3 separate regions of the Oryctolagus cuniculus genome follow, and regions 1 and 3 are each linked to region 2. A link is a contact called in public Hi-C data. All regions are on one chromosome and are shown on one strand. The core of a region is the stretch at or near the end of the contact, and the rest is flanking DNA. Distances in the headings are between cores, read along the strand shown.

What was found. A called contact is a pair of places that touch in the nucleus more often than the background predicts.
Region 1: a Hi-C map of an unstated tissue shows a contact between it and region 2, with 4 times the contacts expected there. The contact joins the promoter of NEK2 here to the promoter of TATDN3 in region 2. A contact is called at or near these places in 2 of 6 Hi-C or Micro-C datasets (skin fibroblasts and an unstated tissue).
Region 3: a contact with region 2 is called in a Hi-C map of psoas muscle, with 4 times the contacts expected there. The contact joins the enhancer-like site here to the promoter of TATDN3 in region 2. A contact is called at or near these places in 2 of 6 Hi-C or Micro-C datasets (embryonic fibroblasts and psoas muscle).

Annotation. Positions count from the first base shown.
Region 1 is chr13:26,251,885-26,256,200 of mOryCun1.1, reverse strand. It overlaps NEK2 (NIMA related kinase 2), which reads left to right and starts at 1,511. Exons shown (of 8, transcript XM_002717530.5): 1 at 1,511-1,740; 2 at 2,511-2,728; 3 at 3,639-3,879. The coding sequence starts at 1,645.
Region 2 is chr13:27,218,965-27,222,969 of mOryCun1.1, reverse strand. It overlaps TATDN3 (TatD DNase domain containing 3), which reads right to left and starts at 1,403. Exons shown (of 9, transcript XM_017347795.3): 1 at 1,266-1,403. The coding sequence starts at 1,331. NSL1 (NSL1 component of MIS12 kinetochore complex) reads left to right here and starts at 1,429. Exons shown (of 6, transcript XM_051821327.2): 1 at 1,429-1,727. The coding sequence starts at 1,494.
Region 3 is chr13:26,579,159-26,582,992 of mOryCun1.1, reverse strand. It overlaps DTL (denticleless E3 ubiquitin protein ligase homolog), which reads right to left. Exons shown (of 15, transcript XM_002717528.5): 8 at 2,205-2,278; 9 at 1,264-1,367; 10 at 852-956. Among named protein-coding and RNA genes, the nearest start is that of INTS7, 28 kb to the right of the region's middle. Within about 2 kb of position 1,597, at least 1 of the 8 cell types and tissues checked has an H3K27ac peak or open chromatin away from gene starts, as enhancers often do.

The sequences.
Region 1 (4,316 bases), core at 262-2,761, 970 kb after region 2:
AGTAAGGACTCAACAAATATTTTCTGGATGAGCAGTGCCTACAGGCCACATTCCACTCCTGGAATGACTCCTTCCCAAATATTTTGTCTCCGCCATAGAGCAAAGGGCATTGGAAAACCGAGTATCTGAGGCTCCCTCCAAATCCTTGCATAGTTCTTAATAAACAGCTTTCTCCAATTTTATTTTTAAGCTTTTTTATTTTTATTTGTTTGAAAGGCAGGGTGACAATGAGAGAGAGATAGAGAGAGAGAGAGAGAGAGAGACAGATCTTCCATCCACATGTTCACTCCCCAAATGCCCACAAGAGCTAGGGCTGGGCCAAGCTGAAACCAGGGGCCAGGAACTCCCTCTGCGTCTCCCACCTGGGTGGGAACAGAAACAGAGTAGCAGGGACTCCACCTGGGACACTGATTTGTGATGCAGGCATCCCAGGAGCCTGGAGAGCAGCTCCTAGGCAAAGCGTATCAGCAAATATTTATTGCTCACCTACCATAAGCTCCTTTCCACACCATACTGAACAGATATCTAAAGAATCTTGACCTGCTTACACACTGCCACGCATTGGCTTCAATGCTCCCCGACCCAGCCCTCGCTGGGACTCTGGGACAGTTTCACTGGGCTGGGAGAGCTGAGAATGCTCACTTCTGCGGGTGCCCTACCGTGGCTCATTAAGTATTCTCAGTTGAGAATACTTAATACTGGAACCCAGAAAACCTATTTAGTAGCTTCTTTTAAAATAATTTTTAAAAATAATTTTAAAATAATTTTTGGTAGGAAGCTGCGCCTGCCTCAGAGCCACTATATGCATGGCTCCCCCCACGCATCAGGGACTTCCGACCTCTCCCCCAGGTTTGTGCACGTCTGCGTGTGGAACAGGCCTGCACGCTGCTCGTCCCTCCACCAGGCCACGCGCGAGGCCGAAGTCAACACCAGGAGCAGCCACTGTTTTTGTGCTGATGGGTCTGATCTCGGCTGTTGGGCCTGAAGCAAGGGGTTTCCGCCTCCCGGGCTTGGGAAACAGCAGGGATGCGAATTCCCGCTCCCCAGGGCGCTGTGGACGCCACGCGGGGACTTCGGGCGGTCCTGCCGCAGCGGAAGCTGTGACTCCTTCCGAGAACAGCTCGGTTCCCCTTTGTACTCAGTCTCCAGCGCGGCCCCGCCCAGATTCAGGGTACCAGAGGAGTCGCGAGGGGTCAGAGTGCAAAGGTCAGAAGGCAGTTGGTTGAGGGTCTCTGGAAAGGTCCCGAACCTCGGTTACCTAGGCGATCTCAACCGGAGGGATATTGTTGCTAAGACCCACCTGCCTTCCGCGTTTTCTTTCCCTAGCCCTTCCTTTGGTTTAGCTCCGCCCCCTCCTCCCCTAGAAGGAAGTCCACGCTGAAGGCGAAGCCGACGCGGTTGCCTAGCGACACACTTTTCCCAGGATGCCTAGGGTGTTGTGATCGTCTCAGCCAATCAGAGGGACGAAGAGACCTCGGCGTCCACCAATAGATTGCGAGATCCGGGCCCGCGACGGTTAAACCGGGCCGAAGGCCGGGGAGCGGGTCGGGGCAGCCTGGGGGGGTTCTCCGGGGTGCTGGCCTCAGCTCTGTGGCCGCGGCGCGACCTGCCGGGGGGAGCGCGAGTCCGGCGACGGGCTCGGCCATGCCGTCCCGGGTGGAGGACTACGAAGTGCTGTACACCATTGGCACGGGCTCCTATGGCCGCTGCCAGAAGGTCCGGAGGAAGAGCGACGGCAAGGTGAGCGCGGGCCCTTCCCTGTCCCCGCCCCGGCGGAGGTTTCGTCCGCCCGGGGCCGCCCCGGGGATCCGCGGGGCCCGAGGCTGTTGGGCGCCGGGAAGGTTCAGCCCTCTCTCCAGGCGTGCGCTGACAGCTTGTCCTGCGGGGCGGGAGACTTCGTCCTTTGAAAAATATATATATAATTTTTTTCCCATCGTGTCCCCTCTTCTCCCCTTTCCTCCCTTTCTCCTGCTTTGACCTGCCAAGGGCTTCCCTTTGGTGACAGGCAGCTGACCCCTGAGCTGTTTGTGGAGAAGATTGACCCTCTTGGGACCAAGGGAACCTGACATTTACATATCATTTAAATAATAGCAATTCTCCGGATTTGGGGGTGGGCGTTTCCCGATGTGTGTAGGTGGATCTTGTACAGAAGGAGACGTTGCCGGGGAAACTGCCCGCTGCTGAGCCCTGGGAAAGCGTGACCAGTCGCAATGCTCAGGGGCTTTGCCATCCTCCCACGGACAGCTCATAGGGGCGAGGTGGGAGGCCTAGTGCACCCCCTTCTCTCCCCCCGACCCCCAACCTGCAAAGCATCTTTCACTGCTCAAAAGCTGGAGAAAGGTTGAGGATGGCAACACAGGACTCTACCTTTATTGCACTAAATTAGATGATAATGACCTTGGCTTTTGTAGGCTATATTTTAAAGGGAGGTGAGTTCTTCACATGTTGGCGCTTTAATTCTTTTTGAAAGAATGGGAAGTTTATTCAGACCTTGGCCATTCTGGTTCCAGATATTAGTTTGGAAAGAACTTGACTATGGCTCCATGACAGAGGCTGAGAAGCAGATGCTTGTATCTGAAGTGAATCTGCTTCGCGAGCTGAAGCATCCGAACATCGTGCGCTACTATGACCGCATCATCGACCGAACCAACACGACTCTGTACATCGTGATGGAGTACTGCGAAGGAGGGGACCTGGCGAGCGTGATTGCCAAGGGAACCAAGGAGAGGTAATCTGGAACTGGCAGCTGACGTGGGCCTGCTCGCGTTTCTGTTAAGCATCTTGTGATAGTGGAAGACTTCTTGTATTTTGTGAGTCCATGGTATTTTAGGAAATTCCTGGCATGGCTCAACACCCAGGTTTCACATCAAAATAACATTTTCCCCGGGGCCAGTGTGTGGCATGATGGGATAAGCCGCCGCCCGCGCTACCGGCCTCCCATATGGGTACTGGTTGGAGTCCTGGCTGCTGCTCCACTTCTGATCCCAGCTCCTTGCTAATGTGCCTGGGAAAGAAGAGGAGGATGGCACAAGTCCTTGGGCCTCTACACCCACATGGGAGACCTGGAGGAAGCTCCTGGCTCCTGGCTTCAGCCTGGCGCAGCCCTGGCTGTTGTAGCCATTTGGGGAGTGAACCAGTGGAATGGAAGACCTCTCTCTGTCTCCTCTCTCTCTGTAACTCTGCCTTTCAAATAAAATAAATTTTTTTTTAAGAATTACTTTATTTGAAAGACGGAGTTGCAGAAAGTGGTAGAGCCAGAGAGAGGTCTTCCATTCTGCTGGTTCACTCCCCAAATGACTGCAACAGCCAGAGCTGAGCTGATCTGAAGCCAGGATCCAGGAGTTTTTTCCAGGTTTCCCACACAGGTACGGAGCCCCAAGGGCTTGGACCATCTTCCACTGCCTTCCCAGGCCATAGCAGAAAGCTGGATTGGAAGAGGAGCAGCCAGGATTTGAACTGACGTCCATGTGGGGTGCCGGCACTGCAGGCTGGGGCTTTAACCCACTATGCAATAAATCTTTAAAAAATATAACATCGTGCCCCATTCGTCCACATTAAAAGCCAGATAATCCACTGCATCCCGTCCCATCCTTGTAACGATCCCAGAATTCCATGCTGTGTAACTGCTTTGCTTTCAGACAGTACTTAGATGAAGACTTTGTTCTTCGAGTGATGACTCAGTTGACGCTGGCCCTAAAAGAGTGTCACCGGCGAAGTGACGGCGGCCACACTGTGCTGCATCGGGACCTGAAACCAGCCAACGTTTTCCTGGATGGCAAGCAAAACGTCAAGCTTGGAGACTTTGGGCTAGCGAGGATATTAAACCACGATACGAGTTTTGCAAAGACCTTTGTTGGGACACCTTATTACATGTCTCCTGTGAGTACCCCTGAATTTTGTGACTTTTTGACCATCTGAATGCTAAATGTCCAAACGCAAGGACATTCAGTCTGTTGGTTTGTTTGTTTAGTAATATCTAATAGCCCAAAATTAATAATGTTATTTATTTTGAAGTTTACATTTTTCCCGATGAGCCACCTGACCATTAAGTTCCTGTAGGTTAGTAGTTCAACTCGAGCTTTTATGGAACTTTTTTTTTTTTTTTTTGACAGGCAGAGTGGACAGTGAGAGAGAGAGAGACAGAGAGAAAGGTCTTCCTTTGCCGTTGGTTCACCCTCCAATGGCCGCTGCGGCCGGCGCACCGCACTGATCCGATGGCAGGAGCCAGGTACTTATCCTGGTCTCCCATGGGGTGCAGGGCCCAAGTAGTTGGGCCATCCTCCACTGCGCTCACTGGCCACAGCAGAGAGCTGGCC
Region 2 (4,005 bases), core at 154-2,653:
ATCTGCTCCTTTCTCTACTCTTAACGTAAGTGGTCTCTCCTGTTGTTGCAGGTTCAAATGTCATCATGTGGATTCCCCAATTTTTACCTCTAGCTCCTAACTCTCTCCTGAACCCATGATTCATATTTAAAAATAACTAGACCTATGACACCTCCACTTGGATGGGATCAGACTCCCCAACATGTGCCAAACATAAGTGTTTATTTTCTCCCCACAAATCTATTCCTTCTGCCTACCTCGCCATCCCACCCCAAACCTGTCTTTCCTTCCCTCACCACCATCTTTCTATAGCATAAGCCAACATTCTGAGTCATCCTTGCTTCCTTACCTTAACTCATTACAGTAAATTCCCCAGCATGTACTACGTGTTCTATCTCTTAAATATATCCTGAATCCACTTCAAACTCCTCTGCTATCCTCATGGTACCAACCACCACCATCTCTTGTCTGTATATTGCAAAAGCCTACTAATGGGTCTTCTAGCTTCCAGTCCTCTCCTCTATTTGCCCCACAGCAACAAAAATGGTCTGACAATGGTTACCAGACTTTGTCACTCTCTTTCAAAACCCCTTTAATGGATCTGCACAGTGAGTCTAAGGCAAACTCCTTCCTGACCCACCTCCAGTATCCCCTGCCAACCTCTCCAGACTCGTTTCATGGCTCTCTTTCTAGCTTATCAGGCTCATCCAGCCTTTCGGTACCTGCAGTGTGCCAGACTCTATGCTGTCTAGATCTGTGAACTGTTTGCTTTCCTCTCCACCTCATCTCCGTCTTGGTTGGCGGTTCGTCTTCCCAACCTTAAGCGGCCCCACCTAAGAAGTTTTTCCCCTAAAAGTCACAGCCGGTCTTCCTTCTCTAGCACCAAAGTGGCGTGAAACACTTTAATTAGTGGTGTGTGTCAGTCTTTTTGCACTCCTCTCTCCCGCATTAGAAACGGGGGCGACAAGGTCTAGGAGGGGGAAGCTGCTGCTCAGCCAGGCGCTGAGCGGCCTGAAGGGATCAACAGCCGGGGCCGGGGCATAGCGAAGACGATGCCAGGTCCTGGAAGTCTCACGGAGACAGGATGCGTCACCGCTAACCAGGATCAGAAAGAAAAATTGGTATGACCGAGTCAAACGGGGAATCGGCTAGATCCCAAAAGGCCACAGACCAAGGGCCTGGGGAGAATTCAGGGCTCCCTTCTAAGGGAAGAGAGAAAAAACACTCTGAGGGGGAAAGGATGGCGGCCTCCCCGCTCCCTTGAGCCCCGCCTCGCCCTCACGTACGTGGTCAAAGTCTGGGGCAGAGAGGTGGCAGTGACAGTCCACCAAACCCACGCCCGCCGCCCCCATCGCCGCTGCTGCACCCCGGGCCTAACCAGCTCCCCAAGCACGCCGGGGCCGGAACGCTGCGGCTGTGGCGGCGCGAGTTTCCGCCCGGACGCGTGTTCCTTCGAGCCGTGGGAACCCGCCTTTCCGTTCCCAGAGTCCCCGCCCACAGTTCAAACTAGAAAAATGGCGGGGGCTCCTGAAGCGGTGGTGATCGGACCTCCGCAGGACGAAGAGCTAGTAGCCGCCACAGCCAGCCAAGCTCCGGTCCCCGGCCCTTCCCGAGAGGACTTCCGGGTGCGCTGCACCTCGAAACGGGCCGTGACAGAAGTGCTAGAACTGTGCGGCAGCTTCATACAAAAGCTCGGAGATGCGCTGCCGGAGGAGATTCGGGAGCCGGTGCTGCGAGACGTGCAGTGGGTACGAGCCGCGTTTGCTGCCTTTTAATTCTCACCTCCTTCCCCACGCCCGGGGTCTCCGGGCTCAGGAAGACCCCACGCCAGGCTTCGGCAGAGTTAATGGTGCCCCGGGCTGCTGCAAAACGGGAGGACGAAATAGATGCTAATGTCAGCCGAGTATTGTTAATTACTTAGGGCAGGAGAGCTCCGTGTATAATGTTTATGTTGAAGGAAGGGAAAACACAAAACAGGTGAAATTATTGAAAGAAAATAACTGAACCCAGGTAGCTCCAGGGTGCCACTTGGACATGTAATACTGTACAAAATAATACGATGTTTTACGTTCTTTGGTTTGAGTTAAGCTTTTCCACATGTGGTGTCAGGGGAATCCTGGAAGTCAGTCACCCTGCTAGCTTCTGGTCTTTCCCTTTGTCTGGCTTGGATCTTCTTGTAAACAGAGCAAAAGCATTCTCTACCAGTCTGAACTCGATAAAGAGGATGTCTTGGTTATAAACGTCACTAAGATCACATGTTGATCCTCGTATTTCCTCTTCCTTTCTCAAAGATTTTGCAAAGCTTAGAAAACGGTAGGTTATTTGGGGAAAGACACAAGAAACTGAGGGATTGGTGCCTGTATAAGAAAGTGCACTATTTGCATGTAGGCAAAAAGTGTAAAGTTTATAGTTACAGTGTAGCGCAGTGCGTTTGTGGGTGTGAATGACTCCTCTGTAAACAAACGGTGAGAATAGAGGCCAAATGGAAGAAGAATGAAGAAACCCACCCGGGTTGTGATTCTGTATTCCAGTTCGAATGTCAATGGCTCTTAGATAATTCCCTCCTTGGCAGCATGATGAGAATTGAGATATACCTCAGATATATGTAGTGTGGGGGGAGAAGACTGTTGTGTTGTCTAACGGTATACTATGTCCTTTCTTAGGGAGTGCTAAAGTACTTAAAACATTTAATCACAGAAAAAGAGCATGGTTAACCTAATATATCCTATTTTATGTGATCTTAAAGTGGATTAGAAGATATCAGTGGAATTCATTTGTGTTTTAAACAAAGGGGTAGATATAAGGCTTTGATTATACCAGTGTACCTTTTTATCTAAAGCTGTATAATGAGCATAGCAGCATATATTTTTTAAAAAGTATTGAAGCAGGGCCGGTGCTGTGGCACAGCGGATAAAGCTGCCGCCTGCTGTGCTGGCATCCCATATGGGCCCCCGTTCGAGTCTCTATTGCTTCGCTTCCAATCGGCTTTCTGCTGTGGCCTGGGAAAGCAGTGGAGGATGGCCCAGGTCCTTGGGTCCCTGCACCTGGGTGGGGGACCCAGAAGAAGCTCCTGGCTCCTGGCTCCTGGCTTCAGATTGCCATAGTTCCGGCCATTGTGACCATCTGGGGAGTGACCTTTCTCTCTCTCTCTCTCTCTGCCTCTCTGTAACTCTGCCTTTCAAATAATAACTAAAATGAAAATCTTAAAAAAAAAGAAGAAGTATTGATGCAACCATGCAATATTACCAAGACAGTTTGCATTTTCAGATAATCCTTGAAAACCCATAAAGTAGAAATTTTACTTTATAAAATGTAGGACTTGTATCTTAACTCATAGCTATCAATCACTTGATTTATGCTTATTTTTAATCATACAGATGGTACAGAGTGCATGCTCATTATAGAAAAGTCAAACAATAGCCTAGAACAAAAGTCTGCTTCGAATTCCCCTTCCTCATCCATATTCCTAGAGATAACTTAGTATTTTGGAGAGTAGTTGGGGGCTGTAAACCTTCTATACCCCTTTTTTGTTTTTGTTTGCTTGTTTGTTTACATTAATAGGGTCTTGCTGATGAATTGTTATCCAACTGCTATATGCTTTTTTTGTTTTGTTTTTGTTTTATTTATTTATTTTGAAAGAGTTCCAGAGCAAGAGAGGGGGAGAAAACAAGTGAGCGAGCACTCTTCCATCCGCTACTTCACTGCCCAGATGGCCGCAACAGCCAGAGCTGGGCCATGCTGAAACCTGGAGCCAGAAGCTTCATCCAGGTCTCCCACATGGGTGGTAGGGGCCCAAACACTCAAGCATACTTCTTTTCCCAGGCTGTTAGCTGGGAGCTGGATCGGAAGTGGAGCAGTTAGGACACAAACTGGCACCCATGTGGGATGCTGGTATTATAGGCTGTGGCTTTATCCCCTGTATGTCATAATGATGGCCCCACATTGTTTTTTGATTTTTGGAGTTTTTTTGTTTGTTTTAGCCAAATATGTCTGGCTATTACGTGTTCTTCATTCTTTTTCAGTCCT
Region 3 (3,834 bases), core at 348-2,847, 640 kb after region 2:
TTCATTAGGGAAAATAGCAAAATAAGTTACTAAAACCTTTTGACTTTTCTAAATATTCTTGCTCTTGTTTAGAGAACACTAGACCTAATCCAAAGCATCGGAAATGTCAACTGTGATGCTGCCACAGATAAGACCTGATAAGATTGCTTAGGGAAATCTCTGGAAAGTTCTGTAAAATCGTAACTAAAATAACCTAGGTTCTGTACTATTTTGAGATTTCTTATTTATCAGTGCATCATATTTTAGAGGGAACTAAGTGGCTCTGGGGACTGGTTATGGAATTCAAAGTGTTTTTGACTGCAAAAGAATCAAGCTATAATATTTTGCTTGCTTAAGTAATTGAAGATGTTCTTAAAAATATAACTCAAATAACCCTCCTTAAAAATGCTTCAGAAACTCGGGTTTTATTAGTTCTAAGTGTCAGGTTCTATTTTTATATTCTTGAGAGAGGGAAGAAGATGAATTTGGAACTATTTTAGGGGTCTGCAAAATTCAGCCTTCTGCTTTTAACTAACAGTTCTCAAAAGAGGACAAAAGCTGAGAACAGTTCTCAATCCCACAGCTTAGTAAATAAAAAATTAAGATAATTTAAATATAGGCCAAAAGGCATCATTTCAGGACAACAGATTCACTATAAATAAGTCCCATATAGAGCAGAGTTTTGTTTACTTCCGAAGGTATCACAAAGAAAGTACACCTATGAAAATACCAGGGAACCAAGCAAAGATGCCAAAGTCTTCAGGTGGCTTAATTATCTAGTTTAAGAAAAAACAAAAAAACATTAAATTATCATTAACAAAAGAGCCCATGTTAGTTTTCCAGTAAGAGAATCTGAATGATTAATATCTTACCCGGAGAAGTCTTTAATCCAGTCATATTGAACATGTAGATGTTGTCATCTGTGCAATTAGCAAATAAAGTAGAGCCAGTGGAATCCAAAATCAAACTTGAGTATCCTAGAAAAAACAATCTTCAGTTAGCATGTCCTGATTATGTATACATATGAGGCTAAAATGTAGAGGCAAAATTAGATCATTCCACAAGAGTCATCAGAATTCTTTGTCCTCTAAATATATAAACCAAAAATATGCTTGAGTTTTTATCCTTTGAAGTTTAAAAAGATGCAAACACACTTTATAAGTTCTCAAGCCTATGTTGCTAAAAAGTAGCCTAATTTATTTTTTTTTTTTGGATACTGTCTTTTAAAAATTTTAACAACTCAAATCTTCCCCCCAAAATTGCACAATCTAGGAAAAGGCTTACCTAGTTTTCGTGTGCTGCTGCCTGGGTACAGGAAAGACTTGGACGCTATTGGTTCTTGTCGATAAGCAGTATAATTCTTACGCAAATCCCATACCTTGATTATCCTAAAAAAGAAAAAACCAAGACAAATGTTTCTTTGCAGATCTTCTCCTAACTCCAAACAACTTCAATTACATGGAATGTGAAATGACTTTTAATCTAACTCCTCTGACACATTCACCAGGTACAGTGAGGACATCTCATTGGGAAACAAATTGAACTATCTCATACCGTCATCTCCAATGTTAGACTTACAGTTCTGACAGATCGGAAACAGATGTGATTTGACCCAGTGATGAGTTACCGGAGTTTACTCCAAGGGAACGGAAAAGGAAGCTGAAGGTAGAGTGCTGATAGTCACTGTTCCATTGTTTTTAGAAAAAACACTTCCTAAGCCTTTAATACTCTGCATATATCCTCTGACATCACAAGCAGCAAGCTCTGTCCTTATGGTTGTAATATTTCTTCACATAACTCTTTAAGTAACCTAAACAAATTTTCTTGTAAAATATAGAAAAACACTTTTTCATTTCATCTATTGATATAATTGTCTTAATCCTCTACTTGCACTTTGTGGACAACTTGAAAACACAAACTTGATATAAAATGGCAGTATGAAATATAAATATAAAGTGTAAAACAGCTCTCACAGATATTCACAAATATAACCCGTAACTTTTAGATTTTTCTATAATTGAAGCAGCAGGTAACACTGGTCCTATAAGTTTCACAGGTGTTATTACATTTAATTATTTGAGCAAAAGTTCTAACTCCATCTTTTCTAGTGTAACCTCTAGTTCTTCTTCTCAGCTGGGGTACTATGTCAAAAGTTAAAACCACACATTCATTTATAAAGAAACTAAGTGACTTCATCAAAAGAACCAAGAAATAAAGACTCTTACCCATCCACAGCTCCTGCAGAGACCAAAGTATTCTCATCTTGAAAAAGGACAACAGTAACACTCTGCTGGAAATCCTAACAGCACAAGAAAAAGAAAAGGAGGAAATTCTACCTTAGGCATTATAATCTTCACCATCAAAACAAAGTATCAGAATATGGCTCCCTCCCTCCCTCCTCCAAACTCTGAAGTAGATTAAAGCTTCTCTTTTCAATAATCCTAATTAGGTATACAAACACATTTCCAAAAGTTCTTGGAAAATGGAAATTTATTTTAGTGCACAAAATTTTTAAATCCACAGACAGCTGTTTCATAATACATATTTTCCAGGAATTTTCTGAAGACCCTTACGTAGATTCTGAAGAAAATGACCTAAATATCATTAAGTTATAGTACATAGTGTTAATACTTTAACTTGTACTCAAGAAACAAACTGGTGATTACAAGATTTTATTTCAAAAGAAAGTAAAAGAAAGAAAATAACTAACAAAAGTGGCTGGTCCTCATTCCATAAAGCCAGAACTTCTACTGGGTCTACTTAGAACAGCCAATCTAAACTGTGTCATCTTAGAAAACTGTACACATTTTTTCCCTATTCACGTTCCATTTACAAAATGTTGCTGTCTACCTATATTATTATATAGGAGTCTCTAAAGAATTATGGATCAAAGATTATATGCTCTGAAAAAGTTAAAAGAGACTTGTGAAATTTTTATTGCTATTACCTAAAAGATTCTCGAAGCTCAGAATCTGATTAAATGTCTGAAATTTTAAAACACTTTAACGTCATTTGGACTCCACAGACCACTGTTTTCACTCATTTCTGTATTCCATTCATGGACAGGAGATACAGTTTTAAGTCCTTTTGTTTTGGTAACCATACTTGCCCAAAAATACTTTGATCCCACAAGTCAAGTATATTTGAAAGTGAAACGCATTAAATTCACACTAACTTGTTTCGGGTCTGAACAGGACCTAGTTTGAGGGACTAAGAAGGGTAAGACACTAGTTTGAAAAGAAGCCCATCAGAGCAATATGAATTCTGCTAAAATTGAAGCAATTTTATGACGAGGCTTAAGAGAAAGAATGGAGCAATCATTAATGCTTTATGAAAAGTTTATAGGGAGCTTCCAAGATGGCAGAGTAGGGGAGCTTACTGCTCCAGTCTAGAAGTTAGTTTTAAAAAAGTGGAGAGTGCAGTCTCCAGCAAGAGGTAGGGAGAAAATGGCAGAGGAAACTCTAATCAAATTAGAGGGACATATGTAGAGGGTGTGGATGCCTGCAACTCAGGACCCCAGCAGCCGAGAGCCTATCCACCAGTGTTGGAGAGTGAGGTAAGACAAGACAGCAGCAGCCCAAGCCACTGGCGATAAAGCTGCAGGAAGAGTCTAGAGGGAACCTGGCTTGGAGCCCCATAAGGGACAGTGTACCTGTCAAATTAGAGAAGGAAAAAAGCAAAAACCCCTGATCACTTTACAATGGTGTCCTGTAACAGGCTGATAGAGGGGGCACCATTTTGGATGTACGTTAACAGCTACGCCAGCTTGTGTCTGTGCCTAGCAACCAGCTGGGTAGAGACTCCTGACTGGTGGGGAGAACTAACAGGGGGCTGGGTGCTTGTAACTATGGGAGG